Linked DNA regions of Mus musculus: region 1 is linked to region 2. The links are chromatin contacts, called in public Hi-C maps. All regions are on one chromosome and are shown on one strand. The core of a region is the stretch at or near the end of the contact, and the rest is flanking DNA. Distances in the headings are between cores, read along the strand shown.

Region 1 (7,032 bases), core at 3,499-5,998, 2.2 Mb before region 2:
GGCTGGAGTCAGCACTTTGGAGGGGGAGAGGGAGGGGTCAGGAGTTAAAGGCCATCCTTGGCTACCAAGTGGGCTTGATGCCAGCCTAAGCTATCTGAGATCTTTTATTTAATTTTAATAATTTATTTCACACACACATTTTTGAGACAGGGTCTCAATATGTAGCCCTGGCCAGCCTGGGACTAGCTATGCAGACCACGCTGACCCCAAACATCCACACGGCTCTGTCTTCCGAGTGCTGGGATTAAAGGCATGTACCACTACCATCTTCTTACTTTATTTTTTTATGGTCCTGGGAATCATCTGTGCTACATCCCCATCTGTATTAAATACTTCTTTAAAGAACCAGGAGAAAGGAGACTGAAGGCCTCTAACCCAAAGAAAAGACACATTAAGGATCTAGAAGTGCTAACTGTCCTGATTTGTTCATCATACACTGTACAAATGTCACACTGTGCCTCATAAAAATGTTTAATTCTTATGGTTAAGATATGGTGCTATGCAAACATTAGAGTGCGGGCAATAAAGAAAAATAACACAGCAAGAAAGAACTGAAGTGTGTGTGTGTGTGTGTGTGTGTGTGTTTGTGTGTTTGGTTTCAGTATGTAACTTGTGGACTAACCACTGATAGAGAAGGTACCAATGCAGCCTGCTAAGGCTGGGCATGGTGCCAGGCCCGGAAGCCAAGCACCTGGAAGGCAGAGGCAGGAGGATTGCATCAAGTTAGAAGGTAGATTGGTCTGCACAGCAAGTTTCAAGCTCTTCAGGGATCTAGAGCAAGGTTCTGTCTCATAAGACCAAACTAAACTGAAAGAAAACAGCTACTTCCAAAGTCCAAGTGTAGTCCACACTTAAGATCACATGAACACTTATCACAGGGTTAGTGGCCAAGTGCAGCATGGGGCACGGACCAGAGCAGGTAACAGGAGTCAGCAAATGCATTTTTAAAGTCCTGGGCAGTGTAGAACACAAGCATAGCTGTGTTTCAATCAAACTCAATTTATAGAAACAGGCAGTCAGTCTACATCTCAGAGTCATAGCAGAAAGCAATCTTCCTTCTTTTTTTTTTTTTTTTTGGTTTTTCGAGACAGGGTTTCTCTGTATAGCCCTGGCTGTCCTGGAACTCACTCTGTAGACCAGGCTGGCCTCGATTGAACTCAGAAATCCGCCTGCCTCTGCCTCCCAAGTGCTGGGATTAGAGGCATGCGCCACCATGCCCAGTGCAATCTTCTTTCTTAAAGGCAAACATATCTAGGAGAGTTTAAAACCCGGATACGAACTGGTGGCAGGGGATAGGGCTTGGTGCTGAGGCTTGAATCTGCACTATCTCCCCCCAGGCTCCTGTTCTGAAGGCTTGTTCCTTTCCTGATAGTGTTGTTTTGGGGGTCCATGGAACCGTTCCGAGGGGGGGACATGCTGGCAGAAGTGGGACACCTGAAGGACATCCTCTAGTTCCTGCTGCTCCCGAGTCATTTGATACGTGAATGAATGGCCTCGACCACAGCGTGTGCATGCCATGTATGCAGATGCTCCACCACGCTGGTCTGAAAAGCAACCTTCCCTGCCTGAAGCTGGTTTTAACAGGTATGGTGGTCACTAACACAGAAGTGCCTAATGCATTCGGTGTAGGAGCGGCCGCCTAATATATGTGAGGTCCCGTGTTTGACCCTTAGCACCAAAACCCAAAGCCACCCCACCTCTTAATGGAGAAGTTAATTTCTATTATTAGTAGTAGTATTTGGCTTTTTGAGATGTAGTCTTGTTTAGCCCAGGCTAGACTCAAACTCACTACATACCTAAGGCCATTCTTGAACTCCTGACCCTCCTGCCATTGCCACCCAAGTGCCATCATGTCTGGCTACTCTGTCTGGCTTGGGTTACTTTGCCTCCCAAGTAATTAGCAGCAGTCTGGCTTGTTACTTCCCGTTAAGTGACAAGACTGAGGGGTGCTGAGGAGAATCAGCTGTGTGTTGCCCTCTTTGGTTTTTGATCGGCCGTCATCAGAGCTTGCCCTCAGGTCTGAACAGCTTGGTGTTGGATGCTGGTGGCTATGGAGGAGAAAGGTGGGACCCAGTCCCTGGCTTCTGTCACATATTAGAGAAGGCTCTGTATTGCAAGTTCTCTCATGGAAGTCCTTTGCAGGTTGCAAAGTTGACCACCATGGTCTATGACAGGTGTCCTCCACCCACTGTGAACTTTCTTTGGATCACCTTTGGTCCTGTGAAAACCACCAAGTCTCAAATTCAAAGTCTGGGAGTCCATCTGCTCTCTGGCTAAATGACCCTAGCAGACAAACAAGGGGACCCAGACTGGCTCTCTGGAGGGCTAGATAGGGAGGTTGGTGGAGTCGCTGGCTGTCCACAGACACCCACCTCTTCCGCACAGCTGCTCCCAACTCACCGACCAAATCACGGTGGGGCCCCACGTCCTTCGAGTTCCAGTTCCAAGACACAGGGCTTGGCCAGTTTGTGAAGCCTTCATGATGCTTTGTGGTCAGGACGACGTACCTGCAGGCATCAAAACCAAACGAGAACAAAGGAGTTGGGCGATGTCCACAACCATGGCCTTGCCAGGCATGTCTGAGAATTTTAACAAGTCGGGCAGGTCTTGATGAAAAGGATAGGCCCTTGGGATGAGTCACCATGACAACCGTGATGATGTTTCTATAGTGATAATTATCCCTGTGCAGGTATGACTCAAGAATGGATGGAGGCACTGGAGGTTCAGAGGCAGAGGGGAGGCTGGCAGAAGAAATGCTGTGCTACTTAGCTCTCAGGTTCAACCCTTCTGGAAATAAGTGATGAACCTGTGTCAACCCTGTGCCCCAATCTATTGGCAAGAGCAAAAAGCAGACACAAGCACCTGCTCGTTTTCTTTTTTTTTTAATATTTGTTTATTTATATTACTTATATGTATGAGTACATCATAGCTGTCTTCAGACACACCAGAAAGAGGGCATCAAATCCCATTACAGATGGTTGTTGTGAGCCACCATGTGGTTGCTGGGAATTGAACTCAGGACCTTTGGAAGAACAGTCAGTGCTCTTAACCGCTGAGCCATTTCTCCAGCCCCCATCTGCTTGTTTTCTTAACCAAGATTGTGAAACTGCCTGTCATTTAAGGTGACAAAGGCTCAAATATCTAGGACTGAAAAAAAAAATGTGTTGAGATAATCAGTCCATTCAATATATCACTTACTTTTATAGGAAAAGATAGCATGTTACATGAGATTTTACCACTAGCTGGTGTAGGGGCCCCTGAACTTCATCAGTCCTTCCTGCAATACATCTCTTTCCCCTTTCAAAAAGTCCTTCTGAAATATAAAATCCCTTCCCACTCAACAAGCAAATAACCACGCCCTCTGGGTATGGCTTGCAGAGCCTGGGCACACCTGTCCCATGAGCTTTCTGGAGCTTTCACTTCCAGATCATAGACCTGCAGTCTAGGACACCAGGCTCCTTCCTCTCCTTCCTCTCTCTGGGCTAGTTACCTCGTCCATTAAACAGGAAGTCTGGAAAAAGGCTGGAGTTCAACTTTGTAAATTACGGCTCTCAAGATGGCAAGATGACAGATTTCTGTTCCCTCAGGCCTTTTACTTGGCGAAAATACTAAGTGCCAGCTATACACAGCCTTTCCCTTCGGGGGAGAAAACCTAACGTCCCGAGGGAATAAAAAGTCGGAGTTTGGCAGAAAATCAATGAAGAGAGCGGAGGACTACACTAAGCCAGGAGCGGGAGGCTGCCCTCACAGTGGCCAAATCCCGCGTCCAAAGTCAGCCAATATTTTCTCTGGCTTAGAGGGCTCTCAAAACGCACTTCCTCTGCAGGGCTTTGCCCAAACAACCCCCTTCCTCCTCTGAGTTCTACTATAAGCAAGTGAGAAGTGAGGGAGACCCCAACAAAGAGCAACCCCAAACTTCCATCCTTCCTTCTTCCTTTAGAGGCACAGGGCTACAAGGAAGTCAGGCGGCGCTTTTTTATAAGCTTCCACGGACGGACGCTACCCGTAGCCTAAGGGGACTGGTCAGATCTACAACTCAGGGCCACCGACGGGAATCTGGGCTGTGTTCTGGACCTTTCAAACGAGACACCGATGTAGCCTGATTCTAGTCTCTCTCCGCACAGGTGTACCACCCAGTGCTTTCCCGCCTTAATTTTATTTTATTTTATTTTATTTATTTATTTTTTTAACTGATCCTCAGCTGGATTCTCGTCTTTAGCGTCCTTCCTCCGAGATGCAGAACGTAGGGTCCTGGACCTTCCGAGGTCAGGCAGCGCCGGCTATGGCCTGCCTGCTCCCGCCTCGCGCCCGTCCCGCACTCACTTGGCCCCGGCAGCCTGAAAGAGTTCGGCCCACTGATCCGGGTGGAAGAAGCGCGCTGTGAACTGCGGTGCGAAGTCGGCGTAGCTGAAGCCGGGCGGGTAGTTTTCTGTCATGAAGCGCTGGTAGGCCGGCATCCGATCGCCCTGCCAGTGCCACCAGAACCATTCACTGCCCCAGGCGGGCACCGAGAACACCCCCCAGTGCACGAACACCCCGAACTTGGCCTCATCGAACCAGCTCGGCAGTGGCCGCGAGTCCAAGCTCTGCCAGTCCGGAGTGAAGCGGCGCGGAGCCAGGGCCACTGCCTGGGCCGCAGCCACTAGCAGCAGCAGCAGCAGCAGCAGCATCCCAGAGTCCACAGCCCACCACTCAAGTTCAGCTCCTACATCCTTGCTTCCGGGCCCGCACCGCCCCCCTCTTAACACGCAAGCGCCGGCGAGTAGCCCCGCCTCTCAGAGTAACGATTGGCTTGGAAGGAGAGGGGGTGGGGTCAGGCTTGCGGCTCTGGAGCGCCCTCTGGCATTGGAAGGGAGAAAGACTTAAGGCGGCGTTGCTGGTTCTGCTCTATTGAATTTAAATTCCGTAGACTCGCCTAAGGATTTAATTGCCGGATTCCCCGCAAGTGAGAAAGACCCAAGGTGTGGGGAAAACTGGGAGAAGTCCACGTTGTTGCACCAATCTTCAGGGGAAGGCTGAAGCCAGGTCGTTTTATTTAGTGACTATTTAGGAGCCGCGGGTTCTCTGTGCTATACCTCCAGCCAGCAGGTGGAGTTTAGCAGATTGGAGAGTTGCCGAAGAGATTGAGAAATAACAAGGTTAGAAGGAGCTTTATGCGGAGGGAGAGAAATGGCTGCTGAAAGATTAAGGGCAGACGTGGTTATTTTAGTCTATCTTTTGTCCGTTGAACTTAACAAGAACTCCGAGGAACTTAAACATTTTTTTAAAAAAAGATTTATTTACTTATTTTATGTATATGAGTACACCATCGCTCTCTTCAAACATACCAGAAGAGGGCATCAGATTCCATTACAGATGGTTGTGAGCCACCATGTGGTTGCTGGGAATTGAACTCAGGACCTCTGGAAAAGCAGTCTGTGCTCTTAACCACTAAGCCATCTCTCCAGCCCTAGACATTTTAATTTAATTTAGAATTGTAACTTAAATTTATTTTGAGGTAAGGGGGTCTCAACTAGCTCAGGCTGGCTTCGAACTTACAGCTACAGTAACTTTGCATTCCTGATCTTCCTGCTTGTACCTCAGGAGTGCTGGGATTACAGGTAGGGGATGGCACTGCCATTCCTGGTTTTAGGTAGTACTGACCTTTGAACCCAGAGATTTGCTCTTGCAGATGCAGCACTCTACTGACTGAGCTACACCTCAAAAACTTTGAGGGTCTCTCAGAGAGCTTAGTTAGCATCTAACTGAAGAAAACCTGACTCAGGAGTACAACACTTGCTTGGTACACCGGAAGGCCGGAGCTTCAGTCTGGCACCGCTAAACAAGCATGCCTGACCCACACACAGGGGACCACTGAGGCATGAGGGACCAGAAAAATTGAGAGCCAAGAGAACCCTCTTGCCCTGGGAAAATCTCTAAAACTCATATGGCCAGTCACCCAATTCCTCTACAGTCAGCACACGCCCAATGGTATATGGTGTGTGCCCATAACTTCAGGAAGTATGGGAGCCAGAAGTCACATGGTCCATATGGCACAAAGGTCTCCATGGTTGCAGAGATAACCACAGCATGTTAGAGCAATGAGAGGTTTTAATGGCCCTGGAGAGCATTGTTTTCCCCACCATTCCCAATTTACCGAGAAGGAAACCAAAGCAAGGTAAAGGGCGGGGGTTGATCAAGACCACATAAGTGTGGACCAAAGCTGGTGCAGGAATTCACAGCTGTGGAAACTGTATTCCCTCCTCCTCTGTCAGGCACCTTGGAGAGATCGGCTTATGTTGACAGAACCAAGCACTTCCTCCTTTGAGGAGTAATAAGGAAACACCGTGTCTTTTCTGTCTCTTCCTCCCCCAAGTTGATGTTGAAATACAGTCTAAATCACTAAGCGTGGGCGAATCGACTTCTTCCCCTGATCCTCCCAAACAGCGATTAGAATTTGCAGCAGCTTTTGATGCACAGAACTTGTCTTGGGAAGAATAAAATGAGACGCCGTTGACCTTCACAGAGAAAACAAACTGTCACCTTGCAGAAGCTTAGGAGAGGCTGTAGAGCCGAGTGGACCTCCTTGCTTTATTAGGGAGGCTGATTTTTCTTTGCACTGGACACCACCCTGTTAGTTCCTTTGGGCAATGGGGAAGTCCTGTCTGCGGGCCGGATCTTCTAAAAGCAAAAGTATTAAATGTTTAAGAGTTTTCCTTTCACTGTGTCTGTGGTCCCCAGTGCCACCTACCCCTCCTACCACCAGCAGCGCCTTGAACCTCCATCTGTTGGGACTGCAACCTTTACTGAAGGGCAAAGGCAGGCACCCAGAGACACAGCGTGGGGCTGTGGACCTAGGATGCCTGGTTTGCAGCAGGAAGTCTTCCCTCCCAACTCCTTCTGCTTATCCTTCAGGACCAGAGTGTGGAAGAGGCCAGTGGGGCTGAGTCAAGCATCACTGGGAACAGCCTAGGACCCAAAGAATCTGTGTGAATATCTTGCTTTGTACTGAAGCTAGGCAAGACTGGGATAGTGCTGTGTGAGACACAGCAA
Region 2 (6,302 bases), core at 1,204-3,703:
AGAAAAGTAGAGAAGAAGAAAAACACTACCTCTCCTGACCCAGGTGGATATATTTTTATGCACTTTGCCTCATTGCTAGATTAAAATGGTGACTGTTTTCAAAACAGCGTGACCACGTGTAGGGAAAGGGATTTTGGCGCTTTCCATATGCACGGCCATGGAAGAAGGCCATGTGGACTTTCCTTGAAGACAAATCCATTCTCGCTTCCAGATTTTCACTGGGCTCCAGGTTTCCCATTACACCCCAGTTCCGAGGAAAATGGCAGGGTAATTGCATGTAAAAAATTCCTCATTTGTGTGCGGGACTCAGGACTGTTTGGCAGCTCCGAGGCAGTTGATTAAATAGCAAAGCTCCATTTATGAGGCAGCCTATAATTTGGTTTCTAGGACCTAATGCACCACTAGAGTTGTGCTTCTGAGGGCCGTGAATGAAAACTGGTCCATACCAGCCAGTTCCATCGCCTTGGCAGGTTGGTTTGGTTCTTGGTTGGGGGATGGGAGAGCAGAGGGGCTCTGGCCATGGCTCCATTCTCAGTTTACTACGGAAGGTTTGTAATGTGGGGTGTTCTTGATTTTTCTTGGGGGTAGAAGAAATGACTTAGCCTTTCAGAATTATTTCTGTTGACCCATGACATGATCAGAACTCCAGGGGCCTGCAGAGCCCACAAGTTCTAAAATAATGGTCTGTGGTCCAAAGTCTCCATTTATAAAATCTGGGAGGAAAAGAGGCCTTTGTCATTGATGCTTTCCCAAGGCAGTCTTGGTCCTGGTGAGACGCTGGAATTCCCTCTGGTTTCTCCTGGCTTGCCCTGTCAGAGCATTCCAGGCCTGCCTGAGAAGAAAAGGCTGCTGTGGAACTGGTGAGGCCTGTAGGTCTGGACAACTCTGAGCTTTTCCGCGAATGCCTTGATCTTCACAGATAAACCTGGCCTTAGGGTCTCTGGTAAACTTCAAGGAGTCTTACACCTTAGGATAGACAGCAGATCTGAGGGGCATCCGTTTTCTGTGTGACCTGTTAGGCTCTTTTTCTCTCTTTATAGAGAAAATGGTTTCCATTTTCTGCATCCCTCTTCTGCAGTGGTTTTTGAACAGAGGTTCTTTCAGTCCCTGGAGCCTCTTCTGTGGGCTGTTTACAGTCTTCCAAGGTACTTGCCTTTGAAGATTGGGCTACTGGCCATTGTGAGCTAGGTTCCCTTAGGAAGTGCTAATGGAGCTTGGTTTGCCTGGAGGACTGTCTTAAGCCCCCAACGCATCAGTAGCCACCATTTTAAGAGAAGTGGTGGGATGACCACGTTTGATTTTCAAACCTCCTGACACTGATCTGATCCGGTGGTTGGATTTGTTCACAACGTAAGTGCCTTTCTTTTCTCTTTTCCTCCTTTTCTCTGGCTAAGTAGACAAGATGCGGCTTCGGCCACTCACTCCACTTTTTATAGCCACACACTTCTGCCCTCTGACTTTAAGTGACCTGGGCAGTCCCCTCCCTTCAGTCTGTTGGTAAAATGGGGGGGGGGGAGATAATCCAGACCTCATGCCCCCAGGGCCTTGTCAGAGAGGGCTAATGAGGGCAGGGCACGGGAGAACCGATAGTTTGAACAATGGTCAGTCCTCCTTTGGGGCTAGCCAAAGGGGGGGAAAAGCAGGGCTCGCTCAGCTGGGTCTCTAGAGCAGGTCTGCAAAAGGCTTTGAAGAAGAAAAGTGCTGCGGAGGTGCTAAGTCGCAGCCAAGAGCCCAGGCCCGGTGCCAGGGGGTCAGGTCCCGGCCGCGGCGGCCGCGGTTTCGGGCTCAGGCCAATTTTGCAGGCGCGGGTAAAGTTCACGCGGCCCGCTCCCTTTGGAGCGGCCGGGAGGGGACAGGCCAGGCTGGGAACGCGGCGAGCGAGGCGGCGCAGGCTCCGGAGGCGCGGGCTCCGGGCCGGGTTTTCCCCGAAGCCTTCGGCGGCGGCGCAGCCGAGCGAAAGAGGCTGAGGGCTTGCCGCCGCCGCCGCGGCTCCTTCTCTCCCCTCCTCCTTTGTGAGGGGAAGGGAGCGAGTCCATTCCACGGCCTGCGCCCGCTCCGCGCTCCAGTCCTGGTTTTTCAGGCGGCCGCGACGGCGCTGGGTAAAATGGCAGTGCTGAGCCTCGTGTCGGAGTGAGGGGGACTCGGAGGAGAGTGGGGCGCTCTAGCTGCTCAGTCCCGCCGCCCGCCCGCCCGCTCTCTCGTTCGCTCTCTCGCCCGCCCGCCCGCCGCCAAGCAGCAGCCTCGGCCCGAGCCGCGGCCGGGGAGGCGAGGCAGGGCGCCCGCCAGAGCAGCGCTCCTACTCTGCCTCCCGGCGCCCCGTCCGCCGCCGCGCGCCCTCCAGCCCGCCCGCCCGCCCGCCCGTCCCGGGTCCCCCCTCCCCCCCCGCTCCCTCCCTCCTTTCCCGCCCCCTCCCCCTCGCCTCCCTCCCTCCCTCCCTCCTCCTTTCTCCGGCAGCAGAAAGCGGAGAGTCACAGCGGGGCCAGGCCCTGGGGAGCGGAGCCTCCACCGCCCCCCTCATTCCCAGGCAAGGGCTTGGGGGGAATGAGCCGGGAGAGCCGGGTCCCGAGCCGCCAGAGCCCGGAGCAGCTGAGCCGCCGGCGCCTCGGCTGCCGCCGCCGCCTCCTCCTCCTCCTCCGCCGCCAGCCCGGAGCCTGAGCCGGCGGGGCGGGGGGGAGAGGAGCGAGCGCAGCGCAGCAGCGGAGCCCCGCGAGGCCCGCCCGGGCGGGTGGGGAGGGCAGCCCGGGGGACTCGGCCCCGGGGCGGGGTGGGAGGGGGGAGAAGACGAAGACAGGGCCGGGTCTCTCCGCGGACGAGACAGCGGGGATCATGGCCGCGCAGGTCGCCCCCGCCGCCGCCAGCAGCCTGGGCAACCCGCCGCCGCCGCCCTCGGAGCTGAAGAAAGCCGAGCAGCAACAGCGGGAGGAGGCGGGGGGCGAGGCGGCGGCGGCAGCGGCCGAGCGCGGGGAAATGAAGGCAGCCGCCGGGCAGGAGAGCGAGGGCCCCGCCGTGGGGCCGCCGCAGCCGCTGGGAAAGGAGCTGCAGGACGGGGCCGAGAGCAATGGGGGTGGCGGCGGCGGCGGAGCCGGCAGCGGCGGCGGGCCCGGCGCGGAGCCGGACCTGAAGAACTCGAACGGGAACGCGGGCCCTAGGCCCGCCCTGAACAATAACCTCCCGGAGCCGCCCGGCGGCGGCGGCGGCGGCGGCAGCAGCAGCAGCGACGGGGTGGGGGCGCCTCCTCACTCGGCCGCGGCCGCCCTGCCGCCCCCAGCCTACGGCTTCGGGCAAGCCTACGGCCGGAGCCCGTCTGCCGTCGCCGCCGCGGCGGCCGCCGTCTTCCACCAACAACATGGCGGACAACAAAGCCCTGGCCTGGCAGCGCTGCAGAGCGGCGGCGGCGGGGGCTTGGAGCCCTACGCCGGGCCCCAGCAGAACTCGCACGACCACGGCTTCCCCAACCACCAGTACAACTCCTACTACCCCAACCGCAGCGCCTACCCCCCGCCTCCCCAGGCCTACGCGCTGAGCTCCCCGAGAGGTGGCACTCCGGGCTCCGGCGCGGCGGCGGCCGCCGGCTCCAAGCCGCCTCCCTCCTCCAGCGCCTCTGCCTCCTCGTCGTCTTCGTCCTTCGCACAGCAGCGCTTCGGGGCCATGGGGGGAGGCGGCCCCTCAGCGGCCGGCGGGGGAACTCCCCAGCCCACCGCCACCCCCACCCTCAACCAACTGCTCACGTCGCCCAGCTCGGCCCGTGGCTACCAGGGCTACCCCGGGGGCGACTACGGCGGCGGGCCCCAGGACGGGGGCGCGGGCAAAGGCCCGGCGGACATGGCCTCGCAGTGCTGGGGGGCTGCGGCGGCGGCGGCGGCGGCGGCAGCGGCCGTCTCGGGAGGGGCCCAACAAAGGAGCCACCACGCGCCCATGAGCCCCGGGAGCAGCGGCGGCGGGGGGCAGCCGCTCGCCCGGACCCCTCAGGTACACAGCCGAGCGGGGAGGGGGCTGGGGCCAGCGGGGCCGGGGGGTGGGCTGGGTGGCGGCTGCGGGGAAGCAGGCCCCGGCCGTGGGCTCCCCTCGGGCTTGGGCCCCCACTGCCGGGGAGCTGCCATTGTCTGGCTCTTCTCTCTTAAAATGGCTGCCTGTCTGCCTTCCTCTCCTTCCCTCGATCAGCCTTTGTGTGGGGCTTTTCCAGGGGTGTCTGTCCGGTTTCTCCTCCTCCGCTGGTCCTTTCGAACTCTGGGGGTCTCCAGGGGGGTGCAGAGCAAAGTGTGCCTGGAAGGGCCAGGCCCGGTCGCGGGGGGGGGTGCTGGGGGTTCAGGTTAGGGGTGTAGGCAGTGTCATGAATCCGGGAGAAAGAAGCAACGTTTTCTTGCTCACCTGCCGCTCCTCTGATCCCCCTTGCCTTCCTCTAGGCCGTTCCCCAATATACGCTTTTAAAGAGTGGCCCCTAGGGCTCGGGGGACCTCGGGGGAGAGCTGGGGCCTGCTTGGGGGCAGCTCGAGGCCGACTGTGGTTCGCTCTGGGCCGCCGGGGCCACCTCTTGCCTCAGTCTCCGGCGGCCCAGTGGCCTGGGCTTCTCTCTGAAGTGCTGGTAAACACAGAGTGATTGGAGTAGTAAGTGCAGATTGCTTTGGTTTGGGATTTGAATTATGGAGGTAAAATCCTTCTGTCAAAGCCAGGAGACAGTTGGTCTTAGGTTGACATCCTATCTGTGATCTGATTGGCTCCCCATCTTCTGCTCTTGGCCATTTATAATTGCCTCTGATGTAATGGTACAACAATCCTGATGAGCTCATAAACTTTTACACTCTGCTTTTCTGCCAGTGATAACCCAAACCTTCGCTGCCACTATCCGCCTTTTATTCCAGAGCTGAAATTGGCTGTGACCTTGAGGAGGGAGGTTTAAGCAGCAATACTGTATCAGCAGGAGCAGAGTCCCAGACAGGCTGCCCTTGTTACATTGTGCCTGAAACAAAAGAGGAGGCGATGGCATTTTGCTTGCACCTTGGATTTATTTTGCTTGTTATGTTTTATGCAGTCTGAAATAGATTCTGTGTTGTTGGAACAGTAGCTGAGTTTTTCTCTACAATGGGTTTGCTGTTTGTTTTCGTTTTTGTTACTTTCCTGATGGTATAAATGAGTTCTTTGATGGCGCTGAAGATACATTTGTCTTGAGTAGTTTTTGACACTGTTCACTTATACTGTTGAGTTACAGAACTGAAATTATTTTACTGGCTATTTTTTTATGAAAAGCAAATGTAGGATCTGTAGGGGAAGACGATTTTTGTTAATATTTTGCTGAGAGCTGGGAGCGGCCTGATAATTTGATATTAGGTTCAAGAGTTCTGCAAGGCTTGTCTCTTTGTTTACACGTTGAATCTTGTTAACACTTCCTTTTGTTAATTGAACTTTGGGGGGGAACAGCTCAGTTGAAGGAGGGGATGCAGATGGCCTTCTTGGTCCAGGGAGAGAGTTTTTCCTCCTGAAGGCTTGGTTTAGGATTTTTCTGAATTGTTTCTGGAATATCTCTGTTTTGTCATCAGTTACTTGAGAGCTTTAAAATAGAGACTTGCCAATATTTTTCTTTGTATCTTAAGTTGTGTGACTCCCCCCCCCCCCCTTCTATGGTGTAAAGATGATGAACAGTGGCAGTCAGGGCTACGACTTTGCCACCTTTCCGTGCCTTTTTTGTACATTTTGTCTCCTTTTCTTTGCTTGCTTCTCTCTGGGTTATCAGATCCCCTCTGGAGTCATCTTTTCAAAGAGGGCAGCAGCCCCTCCCCACCCCCAGGTTCCCATCCCTAGCAGTTGTGCTGTTGCTGGATCTTGTTCATGAGGAACTGTGGTTCCTGTGTCCCCTCCCTGTCCCCCACCGACTTTTGTGCTCTTGTGTTGAGCTGGGAACTTTGAGAATAGTCCTGTAAAGCAGCTCTGCTGTGGTGCTCCAGCCTTCCCTCATGTTCTTCACCTGTGAGAATGGGCAGATAGGCAGGTTTCCCCTGCTGTCTGGGGGATGAGTTCTGACTTAAAGACTGTGCACACATGCCAAGTCATCTTGTTATGCGTATTTTTCTCACTTTTGTTTTGATTAAGAAATTTACGTTTCTTGAGAACTATTTATTAGAGGAAGTAATCGGGAGTGTGTGTGTTCCTTTTGAGTCAGGGTCTCATGTACCCGAGGATATTCTGGATATTCTGGGACTCAACAATGTATCCATAGCCGTCTCTGCCTCCTAAATGCTAGGATTACAGGCAGGAGTCATGTTTTGTTTATTTTTTAACTTTTGTGGTACAGTAATTTCTAGGTTTGG

What was found. A called contact is a pair of places that touch in the nucleus more often than the background predicts.
Region 1: a contact with region 2 is called in a Hi-C map of B cells, with 5 read pairs. The contact joins the promoter of Fuca1 here to the promoter of Arid1a in region 2.

What each region holds. Positions count from the first base shown.
Region 1 is chr4:135,918,442-135,925,473 of GRCm38.p6, reverse strand. It overlaps Fuca1 (fucosidase, alpha-L- 1, tissue), which reads right to left and starts at 4,748. Exons shown (of 8, transcript NM_024243.4): 1 at 4,324-4,748; 2 at 2,373-2,507. The coding sequence starts at 4,670. Cnr2 (cannabinoid receptor 2 (macrophage)) reads right to left here. Exons shown (of 2, transcript NM_009924.4): 2 at 5,255-7,032.
Region 2 is chr4:133,750,136-133,756,437 of GRCm38.p6, reverse strand. Arid1a (AT rich interactive domain 1A (SWI-like)) reads left to right here and starts at 2,453. Exons shown (of 20, transcript NM_001080819.2): 1 at 2,453-3,969. The coding sequence starts at 2,827.